Linked DNA regions of Mus musculus: region 1 is linked to region 2. Evidence: chromatin contacts called from public Micro-C data. All regions are on one chromosome and are shown on one strand. The core of a region is the stretch at or near the end of the contact, and the rest is flanking DNA. Distances in the headings are between cores, read along the strand shown.

What was found. Hi-C and Micro-C count contacts between places; a contact is called where the count stands out from the background.
Region 1: a contact with region 2 is called in a Micro-C map of embryonic stem cells, with 4 times the contacts expected there. The contact joins the promoter of Ttc1 here to the promoter of Hmmr in region 2. A contact is called at or near these places in 7 of 39 promoter capture datasets (the 3T3-L1 cell line, the C10 cell line, cranial neural crest and 4 more), 3 of 484 Hi-C or Micro-C datasets (all in embryonic stem cells), 5 of 115 datasets of contacts at active chromatin or transcription factors (acute myeloid leukemia, embryonic stem cells, large pre-B cells and 1 more) and 1 of 9 other capture datasets (adipose tissue).

What each region holds. Positions count from the first base shown.
Region 1 is chr11:43,744,258-43,750,496 of GRCm38.p6, reverse strand. It overlaps Ttc1 (tetratricopeptide repeat domain 1), which reads left to right and starts at 2,489. Exons shown (of 8, transcript NM_133795.2): 1 at 2,489-2,575; 2 at 5,050-5,412. The coding sequence starts at 5,083.
Region 2 is chr11:40,729,342-40,735,072 of GRCm38.p6, reverse strand. Hmmr (hyaluronan mediated motility receptor (RHAMM)) reads left to right here and starts at 1,636. Exons shown (of 18, transcript NM_013552.2): 1 at 1,636-1,759. The coding sequence starts at 1,714. Nudcd2 (NudC domain containing 2) reads right to left here and starts at 1,412. Exons shown (of 4, transcript NM_026023.5): 1 at 919-1,412. The coding sequence starts at 1,107.

The sequences.
Region 1 (6,239 bases), core at 1,240-3,739, 3.0 Mb before region 2:
AGATCCACTTCCTTGTCCTCTTTTCCCCTCCCTCCTACTCCCCCTCCCCCACACCCTCTCTTTTCAGTGATAGAGATTAAACAAAGGACCTTAGATGTGATAGGCAAGTTTGTTTGTTTGTTTGTTTGTTTGTTTTTTAAACTTTTTGTTTTGTGCATGTATGGTCTTACTAAGATGCCCAGGTTAGTTGTGGACTCTCTCAATAGCCCAGGCAGACTCATCTGTAACTTTCAACCTTCCAATCTCACCTTCAAGGAAATAGCTGGGATTACAGCAGGCCCGTGGGGGGTGGGGGATGTTGGTAGCTAATATATAAATACATTTTTGCTAGCATTTCAGATGGCTATTCACTTTCTAGACGTAGCTGACCTAGAACTCACTACGCCCAGACTACCTACCCAGTCTGGCCACAAAGTTCTGTGATCTTACTGCCTCCACCTCCCAAGCACTGAGATTATACCCATTATACCTGTTCTGGTGGATTTTAAAGTTACACTGTTTAAGAGATTTGAAAATGGGGCAGTGGTGGCACACGCCTTTAATCCCAGCACTTGGGAAGCAGAGGCACGCAGATTTCTGAGTTCGAGGTCAGCCTGGCCTGCAGAGTGAGTTCCAGGACAGCCAGGGCTATACAGAGAAACCCTGTTTGACAAAAAAAAACAAAACAAACAAACAAACAAACAATAAAGGATGTGGTATACGTGGTATACTTTTTCAATGCTTTTATCACGGTAAATATTTACTCAAAATTTTAAGAAAAACTCCTGCTATTAGTTCATCTTTTCAAGTGAACCAAATTACATAAACAACTATGGAAAATAACACCAGAATCGTATACTTTTCATTTCTTTTGTTGAGTATTAGTATTTATCAGGAAAGGGAGAGATAGAGAGAGGTGGATAAAGGTGTGTGAATGACATATAGGTGTGGATGAGAAGACAACATTCAGGGGCTAGTTCTCTCCTTCTACCACATGTTCCTGGAGATCAGACTCTGGTCAGCAAGCTTGCTGGCAAGTGCCTTATTGTCACACTAAGTCATCTCTCATCTCCCTAGCCCCTCACAATCTCACAACCTTATTTGTCAGAAAATTACGAGTCAGAAATATGGCTCATGCTTCACTGGGTATGAGTATGTCTTGTTTTGTTTTGTTTTTCGAGACAGGGTTTCTCTGTTTAGCCCTGGCTGTCCTGGAACTCACTTTGTAGACCAGTCTGGCCTCGAACTCAGAAATCCCCCTGCCTCTGCCTCCCAAGTGCTGGGATTAAAGGCGTGCGCCACCACAGCCCAGCGGTATGGGTATGTCTTATGTTTCATTTCAGTGTTAAATCTTTTTTTTTTTTAATAATTCTGTATAGCTCCGGCTGTCCTCGAACTCACTCTTTAGACAAGGCTGGCCTCAACTCAGAAATCTGCCTGCCTCTGCCTCCCATGTGCTGGGATTAAAGGCAAGTGACACCACTGCCTAGCTTCTGTGTTAATTCTTAAAGTATCTACATTTAAAAACAAATAAATCAAAGGAACAGTATTTCTGTCTATGAAATTTTGTATAACTCTATGGAATTTTTTTAACTTTACTGTTATCTAATTAACTCTTCTGGTGTGCATGAGTGTTTGTTTACATGTATGCCTGTTTACCATGTGTGTGCCTGGTGGCCATGAAGTTCAGAAGAGGATCTTAAATGCCCTGGAACTGGAGTTAAAGTTGTGGTAAGCTGCTATGTGAGTACTGGGGATTGAACCCTGGTCCTCTGAAAGTGCAGTCATTGCTCTCAATTGCTAAGTCATGCTTCCTAGCCCCTTGTGGGAATTCATGACTGAGCCTAGGAGAGACTTAACCAGTCTTGATGAAAGGCTACTTTCCTTTCCGATGTCTTTTTAATTTTCTCCATCTTTGCTATCCTGTCACAAGAAGAATGGCATTGTTTCAATTTTTTGCAAATCTCTGATTTAATACAGGACAGGTGAAGGCCTGGAGGTCTAGCTCACAAATAGACGGACTTGCCTAACAGCTAGAATAATTCACCCCTTTTTGTATTCCTTCTGTTGCACTATATCAGAAGACAACCTCTGGAAAGCGCTGTACAGTCATGAGAAAATGAGTGGAAAAAGTGTGTAATATTTACTGTTTTGAAAACTGTTACTCTCCTAACAGAGCTCTTGAAAGGCACTTTGGAAACTACTGGAAAGAAATGTTTATTTAGGGACGAAGGATGTTTTCGGGTTCTTATGCACATTCCTAACATGAGGGACGCCAGAATAAAGACGTTTTTAAAGCCACAAGTAGTCGCGTTTGAAAAATTACTTTGTGCTAATTGGCAGGATTTGACATAACTCAAGATGACAGCTGAGGCTCATAGTACTGAGCCGTACAGTGACGTCACACAGCTACTTCCGCTCACTCTCTTCGAGTTGGCCACTACATTTCCCAGAATGCTTTGCCAGCAATGGCGCCATTGGCCAGCGCGGCCGGAAGTGCACCTGACTCAGGAGGAAGTAGAAGGACTCGGAGGCAGGAGCGGTGGAGAGAGGAGCTGGGAGGTTGTGAAGCCCATCGTGGGTCTCGCGGCGTTCGGTGAGGACTGTGGCCTGGGACAGGCGCGGGGTCGCGCGGGGAGGGGCTTTTCTAACCTTGACTCATAGCCGGGAGGGACGCGACACTCGAGTAAAAGCGAAGCCTGCGAGTCCTGACCCTCCCTTTTAACTTTTCCTTTTAACAGGCTAGGACGAATTCGGACTTTAACGCGACACTGGGTCATTGGCGTGGTTTTGCTGCGACCAGAGGGGTGGCAGGCACCGCAGAGGTTCTGACTCAGCTTCTAGAGCAGCAGTGGTTAATAGGATGAACGTAAAATCATCAGAGTCACTTTAAAAAAACAGAGATGCTCTGACCTGACTGCAGACCAATATTGTCAGGATCTGGGCAGCAGGGTTGCGCAGCGAGAGTTGAGAACCGGCTCTTCCAAGGCTGAGTTCTGAGTCCCTGGAGGATGCCTGTGAAAACATCTGCGCAAAGGCTCCCCTTCCAGAATTAGCTACCTAAGCTATACCGCTTGCATTTGCTTACGATGATAAGCACGATTTGGGCACAGATGCCATCTTGGGCTCCATAAGAAACTTATTCTTCGGCTCCCGGTGGCGATAGTGTCCCATTCGGACTTCATTGTTTCCTGTTGACAACTTGGTCATTTATTCTGAACAAAGATTAGAACTCTTTCTTTCTTTCTTTCTTTCTTTCTTTCTTTTTTTTTCCCCTGCAGCTGTTTTGGATTCTGTCTAATTTGTGCCATCCAGCAAGCTGCCGGACGTGGAAAAGTCACATTAAAATCAGTCTTTTCATTTAGGGTATGGATCGAGGGTGTGGTTCAGTTGTTTAAATGGCTTACATGTACCACAAAGTCTGAGATTCGGTCTCCAACACCAGTGGGAAGTGGGGATGTTAGTCTTGGTATAAGTCTGATACCATATTTGATCAGCAAGACTATCAGTTAAAATGATAATTGGCATTGAGTGTGAGTTTATTATACTCTAGTTTGGGGCTGGGGAGGGGCCTAATACAGGGTCTCATAGCCCAGGCTAGCCTCACATTTGCTGTGTAACCAAGGATGGCCTTGAACTTCTGATCTTTCTAACTACATCTCCCCAATGATGAGACTGCAGGAATGGGCCACCACAATTGGTGATATCCTGTTTTTAAAATGACTTCCTTGGACAGGCATGATCCATACTCCTTTAATCCAGCAATGGGGAGACAGAGGAGGGTGGATCTCTGAGATCAAGGCCAGCCTGATGAACAAAACAAGTTCCAGAACAGCCAGGGTCACACAGAGAAACCCTGTCTCAAAAAACAAAAACAAACAAACAAAAAAAAACAAGCCGGGCATGGTGGTGCACTCCTTTAATCTCAGCACTCAGGAGGCAGAGGCAGGCAGATTTCTGAGTTCGAGGCCAGCCTGGTCTACAAAGTGAGTTCCAGGATAGCCAGGGCTACACAGAGAAACCCTGTCTAGAAAACAAAACAAAACAAAAAAACCAATAATACTTATAAAACAAATAAATAAAAATAATGACTCCCCAGTCAAAGAAAGTCAAGCTGTGTTTGGCGGGGTTATATGTAGAAGTTTGTTTAGGTGTGAAAGACAGAAGGGTTTTTTTTTTCCATATTTTTTTTATTGGGTATTTATTTCATTTATTTCCAATGCTATCCCAAAAGTCCTCCACACGCTCCCCCACCCACTCCCCTACCCACCCACTCCCACTTCTTAGCCCTGGCGTTCCCCTGTACTGAGGCATATAAAGTTTGCACGACCAATGGGGCTCTCTTTCCACTGATGGCCGCCTAGGCCATCTTCTGATTCATATGCAGCTGGAGACAAGAGCTCCAGGGTACTGGTTAGTTCATATTGTTGTACCACCTATAGGATTGCAGATCCCTTCAGCTCCTTGAGTACTTTCTCTAGCTCCTCCATTGGGGGCCCTGTGATCCATCCAATAGCTGACTGTGAGCATCCACTTCTGTGTTTGCCAGGCCCTGGCATAGTCTCACAAGAGAGCCATATCTGGGTCCTTTCAGCAAAATCTTGCTAGTGTATGCAATGGTGTCAGCGTTTGGAAGCTGATTATGAGATGGATCCCCGGATATGGCAGTTTCTAGATGGTCCATCTTTTCGTCTCAGTTCCAAACTTTGTCTCTGTAACTCCTTCCATGGGTGTTTTGTTCCCAATTCTAAGAAGGGGCAAAGTGTCCACACTTTGGTCTTCGTTCTTCTTGAGTTTCATGCGTTTAGCAAATTGTATCTTATATCTTGGGTATTCTAAATTTCGGGGCTAATATCCGACAGAAGGGATTTAAGACTGTATACAGCCGGGCACTAGTGGCTCACACCTTTAATCCCAGCACTTGGGAGGCAGAGGCCAGCCTGGTCTACAGAGTGAGTTCCAGGACAGGTAGGGCTACACAGAGAAACCCTGTTTTGAAAAAAACAAAAAACAAAAAAGACTGCATATATACGAAGATAACTAAAAAACATTATTTTTCTTTTTTTCCAGACATTTAGCCGTACCTCCCTCCCTGAACTCAGCATGGAGGAAAAGTCAGAAGACTGTAAGGTCCCAGAAGATCTGTTCAATGGTCTGAAAGTCGCAGATCCTCAAGAAGGAGAGTCTGCCAGCCCCATGGTTTCTGATCCCAAGGGTCAGCACTGCCAGAGCAAGCTGCCGAAGGCTGCTGAAGCCCATCCACAGGACGACCATGTTGAAGAGGAATGTTTTCATGACTGTAGTGCCTCGTTTGAGGAGGAACAGCCAGGGGCGCACGTGGCAGGGAGCAAAGCCAGCGATGATTCTAGTTCTGAACTGGATGAAGAATACCTAATTGAACTGGAAAAAAACATGCCAGAAGAAGAGAAACAGGTAAATGGTTGTGGATAATGTGCCTGCTAAGTCACCTGTGATGGTGGTGGTGCTGTTTGGGGGGGATATGGTCTCTCGGCGTCCTCTTGACTGGACTGAAACAATACATAGAATGACCCTGTAGCAGTCCTCTTGCCTCTGCCTCCCAAATGCTAGGGTTACAGGCCTCAGCCACCATGCCTACCTAGCTTAAAACCCATCTAAATTTTAATTCATTGCTTTGTATATATTTTAGGTCAGGATATATGATTGTTTGTATATGCTTGGCCCAGGGAGTGGCACTGTTGGGAGGTGTGGCCTTATTGAAGCGGTGCAGCCTTGTGTATGTGGGCTGTAATATCCTTGTCTTAACTACCTGGGAGCCGGTCTTTCACTAGCAGCCTTCAGATGAAGATGTAGAACTCTCAGCTCTGCCTGCACTGTGCCTGCCTGGATGCTGCCATTCTCCCACCTTAATGATAATGGACTGAACCTCTGAACCTGTAAGCCAGCCTCAATTAAATGTCCTTTATAAGACTTGGTCATGGTGTCTGTTCACAGCAGTAACACCCTATCTAAGACAGGGTATGACCACGTAGCCCAAGCTAGCTCCCAGTCTTCCTACCTTCACTTCCCTAGTGCTGTGATATGGGCACACAAAACCAAAACCTGATCATTCAGTTTAACAAAGCAATTGCTGGCTTTTTCCTGTGTATTTAGAATTCTGTCTTCTACCTTAAGGATCTACAACGTGCTTATAATACGTATGTGCACACATACCTGTAGCTTCTAGGGTTTTTGTGGCATAACCAAATCCAAGTCCTCACAAATGCAGGCCAGGTGCTCTG
Region 2 (5,731 bases), core at 387-2,886:
CCTAATTCGCTGAGCTGAGATCTACCTGCCTAAGGTTCCCAAATGCTGGGATTAAAAGCGTGCACCACAACACCTGCCTTAAAAGTGCTCTCTCTTTTAAACTCAATGTTATTAAAGCTAGTTCAATCTCTTTTGAGAAGCTGGCACTAGAAAAGGCCAGTTTCTTAAAAAGGTTCAAATCACATGTTGCAGAAATTGATATCCAATTAGCTGTTGACTAATTTTCCTTCTCCTGCCCAAGGTTACAAAACACAGTATCATGTCTCCGTTCACCACTACATTATACAGTCATCCTCCAACAGGCTATGCATCTAATCTAGGTGTAAAGTATAGCCTGATTGTTATGTGAGTCTTAATAAATTCTTAACCAAAAACGGGGAAATGTGACCAGATTAAAAATTTGGTGAAATTAGGTAACTTCACACACCTTTTCACTACGATGAAGATCAACATGCAAGAAACTTGTTATTTAGAAAACCAATCTGACATCTTGGAATCCTCATCCCATTACCCTAGCCTTGCTTGTAAGTGCCTGTATTAGCCTACACGTCATGAACAGAGTTCAGAATCCTTTTGTCTAGTCTCTGGGACTCCCATCGGTGCCCAGAAGACGCATATTCGTTCTTTTGACCTACTTAGCCTTCTGTCAGCAGGAACTCCGGAGGAAATAAAAGCACCCCAAACCTATTTTAGAAATAAAGTGGAGAACAAAATCTTTGAGTTCTACCCGCGCAAAATCTGCTCTGTGGGTGCAGTGCTCCGTGGAGACCCCTCGCCAGAACAATTTACCACTTCTTTCTACCAGCCAGGAACTAACCTTGCCACACCCAGCAGTCATCCCTCTGACACCGTGAATTTTAGGGCTCGGGGTGCGGGAAAGCCAGAAGAAGGAACTCGGGACAAGCCCTGGCTTGCTACCTTGAGGATCTCGCGGCCACCCACGGCCAGAGCCACGTGCCGACTCTGCAGGCCGCACTGGATGTCCTGCGCGCGAGTGCCGGGGGGCACCTGGACTTCAATGAACACCTCCTCCAGGGTCTGGTACCACTGTCCCCACGGAGTCCCGCAAGGAACCACCCCGCTGCGCTCCTCAAACGGGGCGGACATTCTGAAGACGCCACGCAGGCACACGGCTCCGGGAGAGCACTACACCGGCGGGACTAGGCTCTGGGCTTGCCCTCGGCGCCTTGGGGTCACTGCACATGCGCAAGAGTCCAAACTGGCGTGTCCGAGTGTGCAAAATTCTCCCTTTCAGAGCCCATTTAAGACACTCGTGAGCCCTGGTGAAATCGACCGAAGCCTAGAGATGTTGACATCCAAAGAACACTGACGCCGGAACAAAGGAGAAAAGTGCCTGCGATCTTTAAACCTGTGTGACGCCAAAATTCCGACGCGTCCACCGGCCTGTGAAGTGCGCTTGCGCGAACTGGGCTACCCAGTAAAACTGAGTAAAACCAGAAGTGATTGGATAGAGCTGTTTGCGGCGACGATCAGGAGCAGCCTCTTATTGGCTACTAGCTTAAACTTACAAACCTTCCGATTGGGCGGCGGTAGGAATCTAGTGCGCATGCTCTTTGGACCATGCAGGATTGGCCAGATAGGTTTAGGTTTTCTGATTGGCTGAGGGGGAAAGTTGAGGTAAATTTGAATTCAGGCGAGCTGACAGTTTGCTGGGGCGTTTGATTGCTGTCTCATCTGGACCCAGGCGTCAGAATGTCCTTTCCTAAGGCGCCCCTGAAGAGATTCAATGACCCTTCGGGTACGTACGGGTGGGGGAACAGGGTGGGAAGGGGATGTGCCCTCGTTTCCCAGTCATTCGAAAGCCAGGTTAGGGCTGGGGCGGTGTTTGTTTTTCTCCAAATTCACGCAGTAAACACCTGGTTAGCGCAGTGTGGGATGGTAGAGACGCGGCCCTACGTGAAATGAGGTCATCCCTGCACACAGCGAGTCTTCAAGCGTGAGATTCCAAAATATGCCATCAACACCATGGAGAAACCACAGCTGGTTGAAGGGGATTAGGAGTTGGCAGGCGCTACTTTTCTTTTTAAAAAGAAGTTACTCTCTTTAGAATTTTCTGCATTGACATTGCATTCAGATATAAAAGCATAAAGACTGAGAAATCTGTTCAGTAAAGACAGCTGCCCACGGATTCTTTTCCACTCGTGAAACAGTTCTTTGGAATTTCTTTTTTAATATTTTATTTTTTTAAGGTTGATTTATTAACATGAGTATACTGTAGCTGTCCTCACACACCAGAAGAGGGCCTCAGATCCCATAACAGATGGTTGTGAGCCACCATGTGGTTGCTGGGATTTGAACTCATGACCTTTGAAAGAGCAGTCAGTGCTCTTACCCACTGAGCCATCTCATGAAACAATTCTTAAGTAATGTTCAGCATTTTAACAATAGAATAGTGGAACTTGGTGTGTAGATGACAGAGTAAATTGAGTGTAGATGGTGATAGCATTTAAACAGTTAGAATAAAGTAATTTTTAATGTTTTCACCTGTAAGAAATAGACACTTCCAGACCTAGTGGCCTGAGCTACATAGACTGTCAGTAACTCACACCTACAACAAATTAATAGCATGTTGGAAGTAAATGAAAAATGAGACTGAAATCCACTCAATTTTATGAAACTAAATTGGCAGAAATGGAGTGGGAACCCAGACTTCCAAGGATATATGCTATGCTCTTAAGGGCTGTGGTTTATGCACAAGTAACTAGAGCCTTGGGTGTGAGGTGATAGATGCTAACTGTGCAGCTGTACTGTCGTAAGGTCTATATGTTATTCCTTTGAACAGCTAGACGAGAAAAGTACCAAAGTTGTACTCTTTACAAATGAGAACATTGAGAGAGTTTCTGACTATATTATGCAGCCAGCAAGTAAGTGATGGAGCGGAAGATGAAAGGCCGGTTTATATCCTCTGTAGCATGTACTGGTTAGTAGTCTCTATCTGGTTTCTATCAACGTTCCTCCATTCACAAGGTCAAGTGAGTGATCAGACACAGCCATCTCCATGGCCACACCATTTCCAGGGAACTCAGACAACTTAGGTTCTACAGAACAGGGTAGATGTTTTTGTTTTGAGACAAGGTCTCTTGTAGCACAGGCTAGCCTTGTACTCCTGCTGCCACCTCCCAAGTACTGAAACTTAAGAGACCTGCACAACACACATGGCTCAGCTGCTGTTTGGTTTTAAGGAGCAGTAGTTAAGGCTTACAGTGTCAAAGATAATATGTCAGATATTTAATATTTGTAAGTCCATGGCAGCTTTTTCTACCTCAAGGAAACTTAAAGCATCCTGGGATAAAGGAGGGAATCTAACTTTTTTTTTTTTTAAAATTTGGTGTGTTCTCCCTATGTCTACAAAGTGTCTGGCATGGTATTTTCTGTAGCTTGTCAGACACAGGTGATTTTGAGTACTCCTGTGGCTAATTACAAAAGCCTAGTCCATTCTCACATCCCAAACAAGATATTTTTTTTCTATACTGCTCAACATAACTATGAGCTAAATACTAGAAGAATAGAAGCTACTCCCAAATTGCAAGCACTTAAGTCTAATGTAGAGATAAAGTAAATAAGTCCTTATGAAAGCATAATAAGCTGTTAGGAATTATAGACAGTGCTATGAGAATTTTCTAGCCTGATTTTTTTTGAGGGGGGGGGGGGGATTCTGCAAAAGCTAGATGGCCACATGGAGATCTGGAAGGTGAATGAGAATGGGCTGAACAAAATTGAAAGTAGATTTTAAATTCTATAAGAGAGCAGGCTGAAGCCGGGCATGGTGGTGCACGCCTTTAATCCCAGCACTAGGGAGGCAGAGGCAGGCGGATTTCTGAGTTCAAGGACAGCCAGGGCTACACAGAGAAACCCTGTTTCAAAAAAACCAATAAATAAATTAATTAATTAATAATAATAATAATAAAGACCAGGCTGAGCAAGCCAGGGAAAGCAAGCCAGTGAAGACTATCCTTCCATGGCCTCTGCATCAGCTCCTGCTTCCTGACCTGCTTGAGTTCCAGTCCTGATTTCCTTTGGTGATGAACAGCAATGTGGAAGAGTAAGATGAATAAACCCTTTCCTCTCCAACTTGTTCCTTGGTCATGATGTTTATGCAGGAATAGAAACCCTGACTAAACCAAATTGGTACCAACATAGTGAGGAATTCCTGTGACAGCCTGACCATGTTTTCTGGAGGACTATGGAAGGAATTTGGAACTTTGGGCTAGAAGAACCATTGGGATGTTAAGAGCTCTGTGGGATGTTGTGTAGGAGCTTGGAAGATAATGTTGAGAACAGCACAGAAGATGGAGGCCTGGCTTGTGAAATTTCAGAGGGAAGACTCTTATCAGGGCTGTTGCTGTATTGATTGTGAAGGTTCTGTGGTTTTGGTTAGCTGGGGCTGAAGAATCAGCTGTGATTAACAAGATACCAGAACTACTAAATCGAAACTTTTGCATTACTGGGACTATTGATGCTGGTTAGCTGGAGCTAAGAAATTAGCAGTGATTAAAAAGGAACCAGCATCAATTGAGGTAAAATCTTCTAGAAAGTGTTTTCTAAGAGGACAGAGACTGTGTTCCAGAGATAGCCAAGGCTTTACCTTGTGTTGTGGCTGGACTTAGTAATGTGTAAGAGTCACTTACGTGGTACTGGTTTTGAAGGCATGAAGGGGTCATGCTGAGGGGTCACTGTGAGAGGCCATGGAAGGTCATTGGTGAAGGTGCAGTCTCAGTTGCAATTGATGGCCCAGGACTGAAGTGGTCATGCAAAGTAGTTGAGGCTTGGCACCATGAAGAGAGGCTATTGGTGAAGCCTAATTACAGCAAGACAGCACTGTTTTGGAGATGACAGTACCATGAGATGACCACCAAGAACAGTAGCAGCAGTGGAGTACAGGCATCTGGAGCCTAGAAGACTAGGTATGTGCTACAAAGGGCAGAGCTAGAGAAGTGACCCAAGCCCTTGGAGGAGCCCAGAAGATCATGAGTTGGATCCCAGACATTTGACGGTTGTAGTTTGGTTTTGCTTTTGATTGTGACTGAGTCCTGATATTTTTCCCTCCTGAAAGAAGAAAGTATTTTAGTGGAGCCCACAGTTAACAGACTTTGAATTTTAAAAGATATTGGACATTTTAAACGGATTGAACCTTTGATATGTAAAGACTGCGACTTTTCAAGTTATTTAGATTTTGGGGATTAATAAGAAAGTAAGGGTTGAGGTTTAATAGTCATGTGTTTGTGTGTCAAGTTGACAAGGGGTCAGTTGTACTGGCTGGTTTTGTGTGTCAAATTGACACAGGCTGGAGTTATCACAGAGAAAGGAGCTTCCGGTGAGGAAATGCCTCCATGAGATCCAACTGTAAGGCATTTTCTCAACTAGTGATCAAGTGGGAAGGGGCCCTTGTGGTTGGTGCCATTCCTGGGCTGGTAGTCTTGGGTTCTATAAGAGAGCACGCTGAGCAAGCCAGGGGAAGCAAGCCAGTAAAGAACATCCTTCCATGGCCTCTGCATCAGCTCCTGCTTCCTGACCTGCTTGAGTTCCAGTCCTGACTTCCTTTGGTAATGAACAGCAATGTGGAACCCTTTTTCAAGACCAAGGAAGAAAGAATATTAAGTAAAGCATCATATCAGTAGATCTTGGGAAATAAAAGTTTTCTGGAGCAGTTTATATTGAATCATCAACAGCAACCACATGGTGGCTCACAACCATCCATAACAAGATCTGG